Regions from separate parts of the Zea mays genome. Here all the other regions are linked to region 1. The links are chromatin contacts, called in public Hi-C maps. All regions are on one chromosome and are shown on one strand. Each heading gives the region's core, a stretch centred on a gene start, on an enhancer-like site or on the middle of the called end of the contact. The rest is flanking DNA. Distances are from core to core; before and after follow the strand shown. Region 1 holds the start of LOC103635742 (probable methyltransferase PMT2). Region 2 holds the start of LOC100279238 (pseudouridylate synthase). Region 3 holds the start of LOC100282178 (amelogenin precursor like protein). Region 4 holds the start of LOC100273224.

The links. A called contact is a pair of places that touch in the nucleus more often than the background predicts.
Region 2: a contact with region 1 is called in a Hi-C map of leaf, with 7 times the contacts expected there. The contact joins the promoter of LOC100279238 here to the promoter of LOC103635742 in region 1. A contact is called at or near these places in 2 of 25 Hi-C or Micro-C datasets (ear and leaf).
Region 3: a Hi-C map of leaf shows a contact between it and region 1, with 7 times the contacts expected there. The contact joins the promoter of LOC100282178 here to the promoter of LOC103635742 in region 1. A contact is called at or near these places in 5 of 25 Hi-C or Micro-C datasets (bundle sheath, ear, leaf and 1 more).
Region 4: a Hi-C map of tassel shows a contact between it and region 1, with 2.6 times the contacts expected there. The contact joins the promoter of LOC100273224 here to the promoter of LOC103635742 in region 1. A contact is called at or near these places in 4 of 25 Hi-C or Micro-C datasets (ear, endosperm, leaf and 1 more).

The regions. Positions count from the first base shown.
Region 1 is chr1:65,646,288-65,648,888 of Zm-B73-REFERENCE-NAM-5.0, reverse strand. It overlaps LOC103635742 (probable methyltransferase PMT2), which reads right to left and starts at 1,289. Exons shown (of 7, transcript XM_035964005.1): 1 at 1,056-1,289; 2 at 1-300. The coding sequence starts at 298.
Region 2 is chr1:65,895,407-65,898,007 of Zm-B73-REFERENCE-NAM-5.0, reverse strand. LOC100279238 (pseudouridylate synthase) reads right to left here and starts at 1,299. Exons shown (of 18, transcript NR_158723.1): 1 at 1,196-1,299; 2 at 1,011-1,073. It overlaps LOC100283171 (aldose 1-epimerase), which reads left to right and starts at 1,547. Exons shown (of 3, transcript NM_001156073.2): 1 at 1,547-1,790; 2 at 1,871-1,920; 3 at 2,018-2,601. The coding sequence starts at 1,592.
Region 3 is chr1:65,827,747-65,830,347 of Zm-B73-REFERENCE-NAM-5.0, reverse strand. LOC100282178 (amelogenin precursor like protein) reads right to left here and starts at 1,293. Exons shown (of 5, transcript NM_001155090.1): 1 at 878-1,293; 2 at 630-747; 3 at 1-33. The coding sequence starts at 700.
Region 4 is chr1:65,509,725-65,512,325 of Zm-B73-REFERENCE-NAM-5.0, reverse strand. It overlaps LOC100273224, which reads right to left and starts at 1,299. Exons shown (of 8, transcript NM_001147666.1): 1 at 736-1,299; 2 at 71-183. The coding sequence starts at 1,240.

The DNA of each region.
Region 1 (2,601 bases), core at 40-2,539:
GACTTTGCTCCTCACAAGGAGTGTAATCAGTGTATTGCTCATCACATGGCTTGAATGGTTCAATTTTGGAATTATCAGTATCATTCAGAAGGTTGGATGCACTATGGTGGGTCTCAAAACTCAGATTTGGAAGTTGTGCACATTTGGTCTGTTCATTGACCCAAGTCTGTATCCCGTCTCCTCCTCCAGAACCACTTTTCTGCCAAACACCCAAGAGATAGAAGAAGGAACAGAGACCAAAAATCACAATCATAACTAGTGTATTTCTGGTCCTGTTGTCGGTCAAGTTTCGTGCCATACCTTAAAATTAAGATTCAGTGAGTCAGTTTAGTTGATATCTATGTAAAACGATATCAACTAAGAAGTTCCTTAACAATAGGAAAAGGGAGGAATTAGGAAGTAAATCCATAAAGTCCTAGATCTAGATTTCCCTTAAAAAAAGATCTAGATTTTGTCAAAAGCCACCGATATGGCGATATGTTGCATGGTCGAAAAGATTACCAAGAGAATTTGGGTATCATATCACTGGTTGAAAACCTTAACCACTCTTGCCAGCTACTATAAATTATAACAATTAAATTAAACTAACATTCAATGCTGCATCACACACACCTTTTCAGTATAAAATAACTAGCAAATGTAATGTTAAATTATCGGTTAAAATTCAATGGTCCTTGCAGAACCTGGAGAGCAACAAATATCTATTAAAATCCAAAAATATTATTCGACAATACCAAAAATTAGAGCCACCTATCTCAACACATGACAAGTAAATGTAGGAAACCAGGGTTCGTCATTACGGGATCTCAATTTGCAGAGTAGACTCCATGGCGTAATGAAAAGGAATAATTGTAAATTCAATGGTTTTTCCTTCGCGTTACCCTACTTATAATTCACCCAATCCCCCTAGAATTCTGCAGCCGCTAAACCCAAACAAAGACTAGCCACTACCCAATCGCCGAGGTACTGCAAGGGGACAATGGGTCAAAATAGCAGGCTGCAACAGAGAAGCGGAGATCACAAGAGGCGGAACTCCGAGCCATTCTTGTACACACCTTCCAGAACAACAAATCAAGCGGAGATCCAGAGCGGGGCGCGGATCCGCGGACCTTGCGAGAACCGCGACGACTAGAGTCCGGAATCTATGCGATACAAGGGATACCACCTCGGAGCTCTCTTCACTAATCGCCAGCGGCGGAGCTATTGAGGCGAGGGATGTGTCCGCCTGAAGCCTGAAGCCTGAAGCGGGCTCCTCTGTCCTCTCTTTCTCTTCCGCGTTTTCGCCTTCAAAGTCGACCGGCTGGGCCGGCAGTTCCGGTGCTTCCATCCGGTCCGTCAGATCGGAATCGGACACGTGGGCGGGTAGATGGAGAGGGCGTTTACATGCGGTGCGGCTTCTTCCGCACAAAAAACGCGTCTGCTCTGCAGCTGGGCCTCCAGTCCGGCCTCTGCATTTCCGAATTCCCACGCAAATTCCTCGGCGCAGGAATCTACATCGACGATATCCATCGCTCCGATCCCAGTTCCATTTGCTGCGATTGTTCTCAGCCACCGCAGCCTCGCCGATGCAAATTGCCGATCCTACATTGTGCGCCTCTGTTCATATAGGAGCGCCGCCCATCTGCTCGATGGAATGCCTAGCCGAGTAGCCATGGCTTTTAGGGAAGGTGGGAAGCGTGGTCTGGCTTCTTCAGCCATCGCTACTTAGCTGGCACCAATGAAACAAGCGACTAACATCGCACGGGGGCGTCCAGTTCAGTGCAGATGCTCCAGGACAAACCACTGTTCCGCTTCACCATCCCCGAGGGTTCTTCGCTGCTTCCATTTCTCAAACGCCAAGAAGGAATGCTTTGCTCTGGTCTTGTTTCCTGCCTGAAAATATATTTTGTTTTTTCTTGCGAGCACTTGATGATAATATTTTGTTAGCTTAGGAACATGCACCATCAATAGAAAGTTTCATTCTATACTTTCATAGGCATTTAATTTTATGACTCAAAAGGAGTTGATAATCCTAGCAAAAGAGTTTCATCATTTCTTCTCTTTTCTTAAAATATATTGTCATGTCAACAAAAATTCCTATGTGACAATCTATTTAATGCAGACGAACTTCCACTGAGACCGATCAAGAGTCAATGAAGTTTGCTTGCTCTCTTTTTCAAGGCAGGGAAACATTACATTCCAGACGATATTTCACCCCAATTGAAGTTATTATGGTTTTATCAGATGATCTGGTTGCATATTTGCAGGTGTGGACAAGCCAAGGCCGAACAGACCGCTCGCTTTTCACAGAAGCAAGGGTACGGAGGTCCGTTTGAACATACTGTACTTTCTCTTTTTTTACCTTTTCCTTTTGTTGAACTTCTTTCCGTTTGCCCACCAGCTACAGTTTTTCTTAAGGTGGTACGGTTCTCAGTCTAAACTACTCTTTAAGACTGAAAATAGCATCACGACAAATCAACTTCAAGAAGGAACAGACAATAGAGGGGGGGAAAAAAGCTGCCGATTCATTCATAAAACTTCAGACAATTATGCAGTTGTTCTCATTAAAGCTACTTATGAGTTTTCATGGGAATACAAAGCACATGTTGGGAAACTAAGAAT
Region 2 (2,601 bases), core at 50-2,549, 250 kb before region 1:
TTCTGTTAGCATATAATTCTAAATGGATGGAAACTTTCTGTTAGCATGTATTCTCTGGCAGCAAACAACCATTACATGTTCTCAATTCTCCCTGTAATTCATGTCAGCACATGCTATAACAAAGATTATCATGTCGCAACAATTTATAGGCAGAGAAACAACCTTAAAAAAGTTTTGGTCGATGCCAGAAAGATAAGTTCTAAGAGCATCTCCAACAATAAACTCTAAAATAGTCCTAAATTTTGAAATAGGACCGTGTTTAGATTGTTTAGGGCCTCAAAACAATTTTGTCCTCCAACAGTCAGGCCTTAAACAATACTATTTAGGAAATAAATCATGGTATTAGGAAACTAATGGTTGGAGAGAGTTAATGAGAATAGGGCTTCAGTATATAGGGTACTATATTTAGGACCCAAGAGACCAAGCCATATAATCGTTTGGTGAAATTTTATAAAATATGGCCATTGTTGGAAGGGTGTTTTATGGTTCCGAGCCCTATATTAAAATAGGGTCACATTTAAAACCTCTCTTGGAGATGCTCTAATTAGCTCTCATAAACAACAGTGGCAATTGCATCTTCTGGAGCTGACTGAATCATACAGGTTGTTCGCTTCGAATTAAAGCTGGCTATTCGGGCTGCTGCAGCTGCAATCCATAGAGACAAAACATTGTAAAAGCAGTAGAAGCCGATACGGATTATAGGCAGTCATTGTCTTTCCTCACAGATGCATCATAATATTATATGTCTTAACTAAAACAGGAAAGCAGCAAAACAGCAAAATCTTTCATTTTTTTCCAGCCAACAAGCAATCGCATGGAATAGTTACTGCAAACTATACCGATACCTCACACTACCCTCCAAAAGGTGAAAATGGTATAAGTACGAATCCGGTTGTCAAATCCCTCGTGTCTATAAATAAGGCTTAAGGAACAAAACCGCTCTACCACACCTCGTGTTCATGCCTACATATCTTTGCAGTTGCAGCCGAAAGAGAGTGAAGAGCCGTCACCTTGAATCCGCAGGTACAGGTCGAAGCAATCCTTGCCAGCCTCTGATTCTCTGCCTCCAGCTCCTAGCCACATCCAAATTCCAACCCGCAATTTAGGAGGAGAAAAACGTACCGAACCCATGGCAACGATTAGGCGAAGACATGCATAGCAAGCACAGATCAAAACTGCAGCTAGGGCTCCACACCTGTACGCGCATCCGCAGCGCGGCGACCTCCCCCCGCAGCGCCGCCGCCGTCTCGGGGTCAGCCGCCGCCATGAGAGCCTCGCCCGGTCAGAGGAACCCTTCGCTGACTGGATTTTTTCTGCGGGTCGGGTCACTGGGTCAGGTTAGGAGGAGGCCGTCTGAAAGACCTGACCCGTTAAGGACGGAGGGGCGGGTTCGCGGGTGCGCCGGGGGTTTGACTGGTCAGTGGTCAATTTGCGACGGTTAGAACTTAGAACTGCCTGCAGATTATATCGGTGCCCGTTATCTGCAGATTATATCGTCATCATCCATCGTCCTCTATAAATAGGCAATCACATCTCCAGTGCAGACAGATAGATAGAGTAGTAGTAGGTTGTTAGCTGAGGGGAGGCATCGATGGCTGGAGCCAAGAGAGGAATCCTGCTCGTCCTGTGCCTGGCCGTCGTCTTGGTGGCGCTCGGGAGTGGCGGCGTGGAGGCGAGGAAGCGAGGGAAGCAGTCCCTGGGGTTCTACGAGCTGCGTCGGGGCGAGTTCTCCATGGTCGTCACCAACTGGGGCGCCACCATCCTCTCCGTCAGGCTCCCCGATAAGAACGGTGACCAAAATGCCTTACATTCCTGCGCCTGATCTTTGCGTGCGAATTAATCTGTTTAATTTCTGGTTCCTGCGGCACAGGGCACATCGACGACGTCGTTCTTGGCTACAAGAACATCGGATCGTACGTGGTAAGAGAACAATGCTGATGAATCCCCCCATGCACGCACGACGACATCTACTACTTATTGAGATTTGATTTGCAATCTACTGATGATAAAACAACAGAACGACACGACCTACTTCGGCGCGCTGGTGGGGCGCGTGGCGAACCGCATCGCCGGCGGGCGGTTCACCATCAGGGACCACGCCTACCACACGTATCGGAACGACGGCAACAACACGCTCCACGGCGGCCACCGCGGGTTCAACCAGGTGTTCTGGTCCGTCCGGGAGCGCGTCACGGGGGAGTTCCCGCACATCACCTTCGCCTACCGCAGCTACGACGGCGAGCAAGGGTTCCCGGGCAACCTGGACGTGCTGGTCACCTACAAGATCGACGGCGACTGCTCGTACAGCGTCACCATGTACGCGCGGCCGCTGGACAAGCCCACCCCCGTGAACCTGGCGCAGCACACGTACTGGAACCTCCGCGGCCACGGCAACGGCACCGTCCTGCGCCACGCCGTCCAGATCTTCGCGTCCGCGGTCACGCCCGTGGGCCGCGGCCTCATCCCGACGGGCGCGGTCACCCCCGTCGCCGGCACTCCCTTCGACTTCCGCGCCCCGGCGGCGCCCGGCGCGCACATCGCCGAGGTCGAGGGTGGGTACGACATCAACTACGTGCTGGACGGCGAGACGGACGGGCAAGG
Region 3 (2,601 bases), core at 44-2,543, 180 kb before region 1:
CCTGGTTTCTTGCACTTCTTGCCAGAGATAGGCCTATACGAGACGAGGTAGACAGAACACCATTTTCAGCAAGAAGTCGTCGACACAAGCATGCAGCCGCTTTCATGTCCACTTCATTCCCACGAAAAGAATCAAATTGGCAGGAAACAGCAATAAAATTATACAGCAGCCTAAGTGCCTAACTGATAGGAGTTAATCCAGAATTCAGAAATTTAGCAGCCGTTTTCATGCCCATTTCTATCCAAGCCGTGCTTAATCCTAAACTAATCCCATTACTTTGTTACGAGAACTAACTTCTTGGATACCAATATTGTTGCATAGTGCCATTAACTCTATAGTCCACCGGAGGACACAAGACAACACACGCAGACAAAACTCTGCAACATACTGTACCACCCAATGGAAACACCGACACCCCAAAAGGAATTGAATCTTGAAAGTTCCATTCCGGTCCGAGGAGACTTAGTGTTACTAATTGGACTAGAAATTAGCTCAAATTAGCTAAGGTTGGCTAACAACTAGTTAAAAAAGTTAAGTCAGTTGTTAGTTTGGATACACTATGGATACGGAGCTAGGGGTCATTTTTAAATAGCTAGCAATTAGCTCTTGTTTCCAAACAGGCCTCTTACCCATGGAGCAGCTTGTCCGCAGCAGGCGTGCTGACGGCGGTGGCGACGCTCCCCATCTCGGATGGAACCATTGGGCTGGTCAAATCCTGCCACAAACCTCCTCCTCCTCTCTACCTTCCTGCAGAGACCTACGAACCATGAGCGGACCAATAAACCAATCAATTAGCCCATGCCCATCCATCTCCCCTGAGGCGGCGTGGCAACAGCGGCCCTCCGGCCACCAACAGCAGGCAAGTCTACCTACCTACCTGGATTCGAAGACGCAGAGGTCGCACTGCGTAACGGTGCAAGCGCGACGATGAGATTGCCGGGCTTGGATGTCGCGGAGGGAGGGCGCCGAGCTAGGGTTACTTAGGAAGGCGCACAGTCGTGGTCGGAGACCGAGAGGACGGGCGGCTGGAGGGGGAGAAAAAGAAACAGAAAAGAAGAAGGCGGTGGGTCGCGCGCGGCGCGGCCACGTAACGGCTCGTGCCGTTCCGTTGGGCGCCGGTGGGCTCGGCCTACCCGCGCGGGCCAGGAGGGCGTGCGGGAGGTGGCAGGCTGGGGGAGGGGCACGCGTGGACGCGTGGGCGGCACCCTCCGGCGCTCCCGCCTGGCGCGTGCCGCCGCGTGCTCCTCCACGGCTAGGCGCATGCGCCTCCTGTAACGCTGCAGCGGGTGTGGCGGCCACGAGCCTCCACGCTGCCACCCACATCCACAGGGCTGTTGGCATCTGGCTCGCGCCAAGGGCCATCCTGCTGGCGTCTCGTCCGACTCAGCCCATCAACATCTCCTACGCTGTCGTGTCATCGCGATCCACAATCGTTGGCACCGCTGACATGATCATCATCATGAGAGTCCCAGAGACCAGAGTAAAATAAACCACATGCCCGGAGATCACATGTACTCCCTCCGGTACAGTAAAGGAAGTCATTCTGCGTGTGACCGAACGTGCACAAAAGAAATCGTAGCACGCATGGGTCTAGAATTTGGACGTCACTGCCCCTGAGTAATTGCGTCGCCCGTTGCTTCGTTTTCTGCGTCGCCCGTTGCCATGCATTAACACCGCACGCCATGCATTATTACTCCGTCTCGCATGCAAACACCGCACGATGCAAGGAAACCAACGTGATGCATTAACGCCCACGCCAAACATGCAAACACCGCGCGCCTGACATGCAAACACCGCACGACTCTGCTCGCGTCTCGCATTCGCTTTCCTTGCTCGCGCCTCGCCATGGACTCCGACTCTGCGCTCGCCGTGGCCAAGGATGACGTCTCGTCCTCGCTGGACTCCGAGATGTCGCTGGACTCCGAGATGTCACTGGACTCCGTCGCGTCTGACTCAGAATCCACGTTGGACTCCTTCGAGCTCGTGCTGGACTCCTTCGAGGTCGCGCCGGACTCCTTCGAGCTCACGCTGGACTCCTTCGAGCTCGTGCCGGACTCAGCAGCAGAGGAATTGCTTTACGACCAACTCTTCCCTTTTTTAGACTAGCAACCACAACCGGCACCGAGTTTGCAAGTTGCATTTTACCTCTGTTCCATACGCGCTGCACTGACCGAAGGTGGAGATCAAATTGGTTGGCAACAATTTGGGTATCTTTCTTGTGGAGTCTCCCGTTATTGCTTCTAGCCAACAACGCTTGGTACACTTGTTTCCTCATATCTTTTGTCATCTCTTTTCGTCGGTGGTTCTCTACAACCGCGCCAAACTCATCTAGAGGTAAGTTCAAATCAAAATCTGTCCAAAGGAAGCGTGAAACATGAGAGTTGACACAAAAAAAATCTATCCAAAGATAGTGTGAAACACGTTACCCATATCCCTATTTAATAAGGGCAAACAGAGAAAACTCCATGATAATTAATCACTCCTTGGTATGCACAATCATGTCCTAAACGACTACATTTACTGCACCGGAGGGAGTATATCTTAGGGCCATGGATAGTAAGTGTCGACATTAAGATGAGTACGTAGTTACGTACATTGCAT
Region 4 (2,601 bases), core at 50-2,549, 140 kb after region 1:
GACTCATTAGCATGCACTGTAGCTAAGCAAGATGCAAGATCATAAACTGTGTATGCACTCATCACTAAACCTGAGCTGAAGCGCCCCCAAGTTCAATTATTCCAACGGTTTTGTTAGGATCCCCTCCAAGTCTTCCAAGAGCATAATTTGCCGCAACCCAAGCATAGACACCTTCATCCGAGCCTGTAAAAGAAGAACCAGCAAGTGTAACAGCTAATGATACAAAAAACACTTTTACACACCATAACCCCCCCCCCCCCCCCCTCCCAAAAAAAACACACAAACAACGAAATTAAGCTAGTTACTAATTTGCACTGCATAGATTGGTTATAAATTGCTGCATGCCGTCATATTGATTCCAGTTTTTTCTTAGTCAACCAACAGAAGTGTCATATAGGAATCCCCTAAAGCTGCATCTCCACTACATATTTCTGCTAGTCATTTCTAAATCCATCGACTCACATCTATTGCAGATTTGCAACAACAAACCCGCAGCAATTGGCACTCTCTTTACATACACAACACACCTGGAATCAGTTAGCATTTCCAATTCATTGCATTATTGGTCATCTAATTTAAAAACCCAATTCCCTTACCACAATGCAATCAGACCGAGCATTTTAGAGCTTAAGCATCCAATCCCCTATCCATAGTGCAATCAGCGACCGAACATTTTACAGCTAAAGTACAGTGACTTGCCCCAGATGGCAGAAAATGGCAAGGGACAAGCAGTACCTGGGATCACCTTGGCCCACGCGTCCTCGAACCGGAACCCAGAGGCTCGTAGAACGTCCCTACAAGACGCTAAGATCGCCTCCTGGGCGCGCTCCTCGAGCAGGCGCAGCCCTGCGGTGGCCATGAGCCGCACCTCCGCCTCCCTAACGGCGCCGCCAATCTTATCCCTCGCAAAATCTAACAGAGGCTTCAGGGACTCCCCGGCCCGCGCCGGGTCGGCGGCGAAGGACGAGAGGCCCGGGGAGACGCGCATCACGGTGGAGCGCGCCAGATCCGGGCGGCCGTCGGGCCCCGCCGCGAAGACGTGGGCCCGGGTGCCCGTGCTGCCTCCGTCTATGATGACGGAGAAGCGCGCGGAGGCGGGAGCGGGACCCGGCGGCTGGGCGACGACGTGGACGAGCGCGGAGACGATGAGCGCGAGGAGCGCTGTGCCGAGGCAGAGGCTGAAGAGCCTGCGGCGCCGGCGGGGGCGTGGAGAGGGGAGTTTGGTGGTGGGGTCAGGCATGGTGGCGAGCCGTGTGCAACCGGGACCCCCGGCCGCCGCCGCCGCCCGCCCGCCGTGACTCGTGGACGGCGAGAGAGGTGACGACGACGTCGAGCCTTTTATTTTATATTTTATTTAGATATATTTTTACATGGTTTTTATCAAAATGACGGGGGGCGAACGCTTTTATAGTAGGGACAGGGGCAGAGTGGAAGGCGCCGTGCAAATCTTACGTCAACGGCGCGGCAAGACGACTTTTATTTTATTTTTATTACACGACGAAACAGTAAACGTTATATATTTATTTATACTCACAGGAAACCAAACTGCTCTACACAATGGAATATACGTACGGTACGCTCGAAGTGTGTACCAGCTGTAGTAATGGATTTTGACAGCTTCTATGCAGTGCAGCCATGCAGATAAAGAATTTAATTAACACATTGTTGGATCGAGAACCTAACATTTGGACAGCAAAAATCCTACTTCGTTCTATAGTTTGAGCTCCAAGTCCAGCTCCTCGACGTCGCCGCCGCCATTGTCGTCGTCCGAGTCTCCGAGGTCCACGAATGCGACCTGGGGCGGCGCCGTCGTCTGGCCAGGCTTGGGCTTGGCACGCGCTCGCCGGTGACCCTGCTGCCACTGGCTCACCGATGATGAGCTCTGCACGTCAGACCGGGTAAAACCGTACTGTAATGAACATTCTCGCCACTGAAAATTGAATCGGTAGATTACGGGGATAAAGGTTCGGTAATTTACTTGCTCCGCTCTAAATTCTATTTGTTTAGAATTTTTCTAGGTATCTTTTATTATATATATATATATATATATATTAGTTTAATCATTTTAAATTATCCTAAATATTTTATAAGTCAAAGTATCTCGATAACAAATATAGAAATATTTTTTTTATGGTATCGAATAGTTATACTGTAAACAATAAATTTTATTATAATTATTTAGTATCGTAAATAATATTATTTTATTATATAAACTTAGTCGAACTTAGTATATCTTTTGACTCTTAAAAAATTAAAATAGCTTTATAATTTGAGAAGAAGAAAAACAGATACCTCAGACGAGGCAGCCTGTATAGTGACAGCGCTCTGGATCTGATCGTCCTGACGAGTATGGTTGTGATGGGACGAAGGGTGACCGCCGCCGTTCGTCGTAAACAGCCTGCTGGCGACGACGCACATATAACCATCATGTATGATGGTTTAGATTACATTACACAAATGCAACTGTGTAGGAGTAGTAAAAAAAATACTTGCCTGCTGGTCAAAGGATCATTGGCATAGTAATGCTGGGCGAGGTAATACGGAGTCAAATACCCTCTGGCCATTTGCAGTTGATGAGCAGCTCCATTTCCGACGACCTGT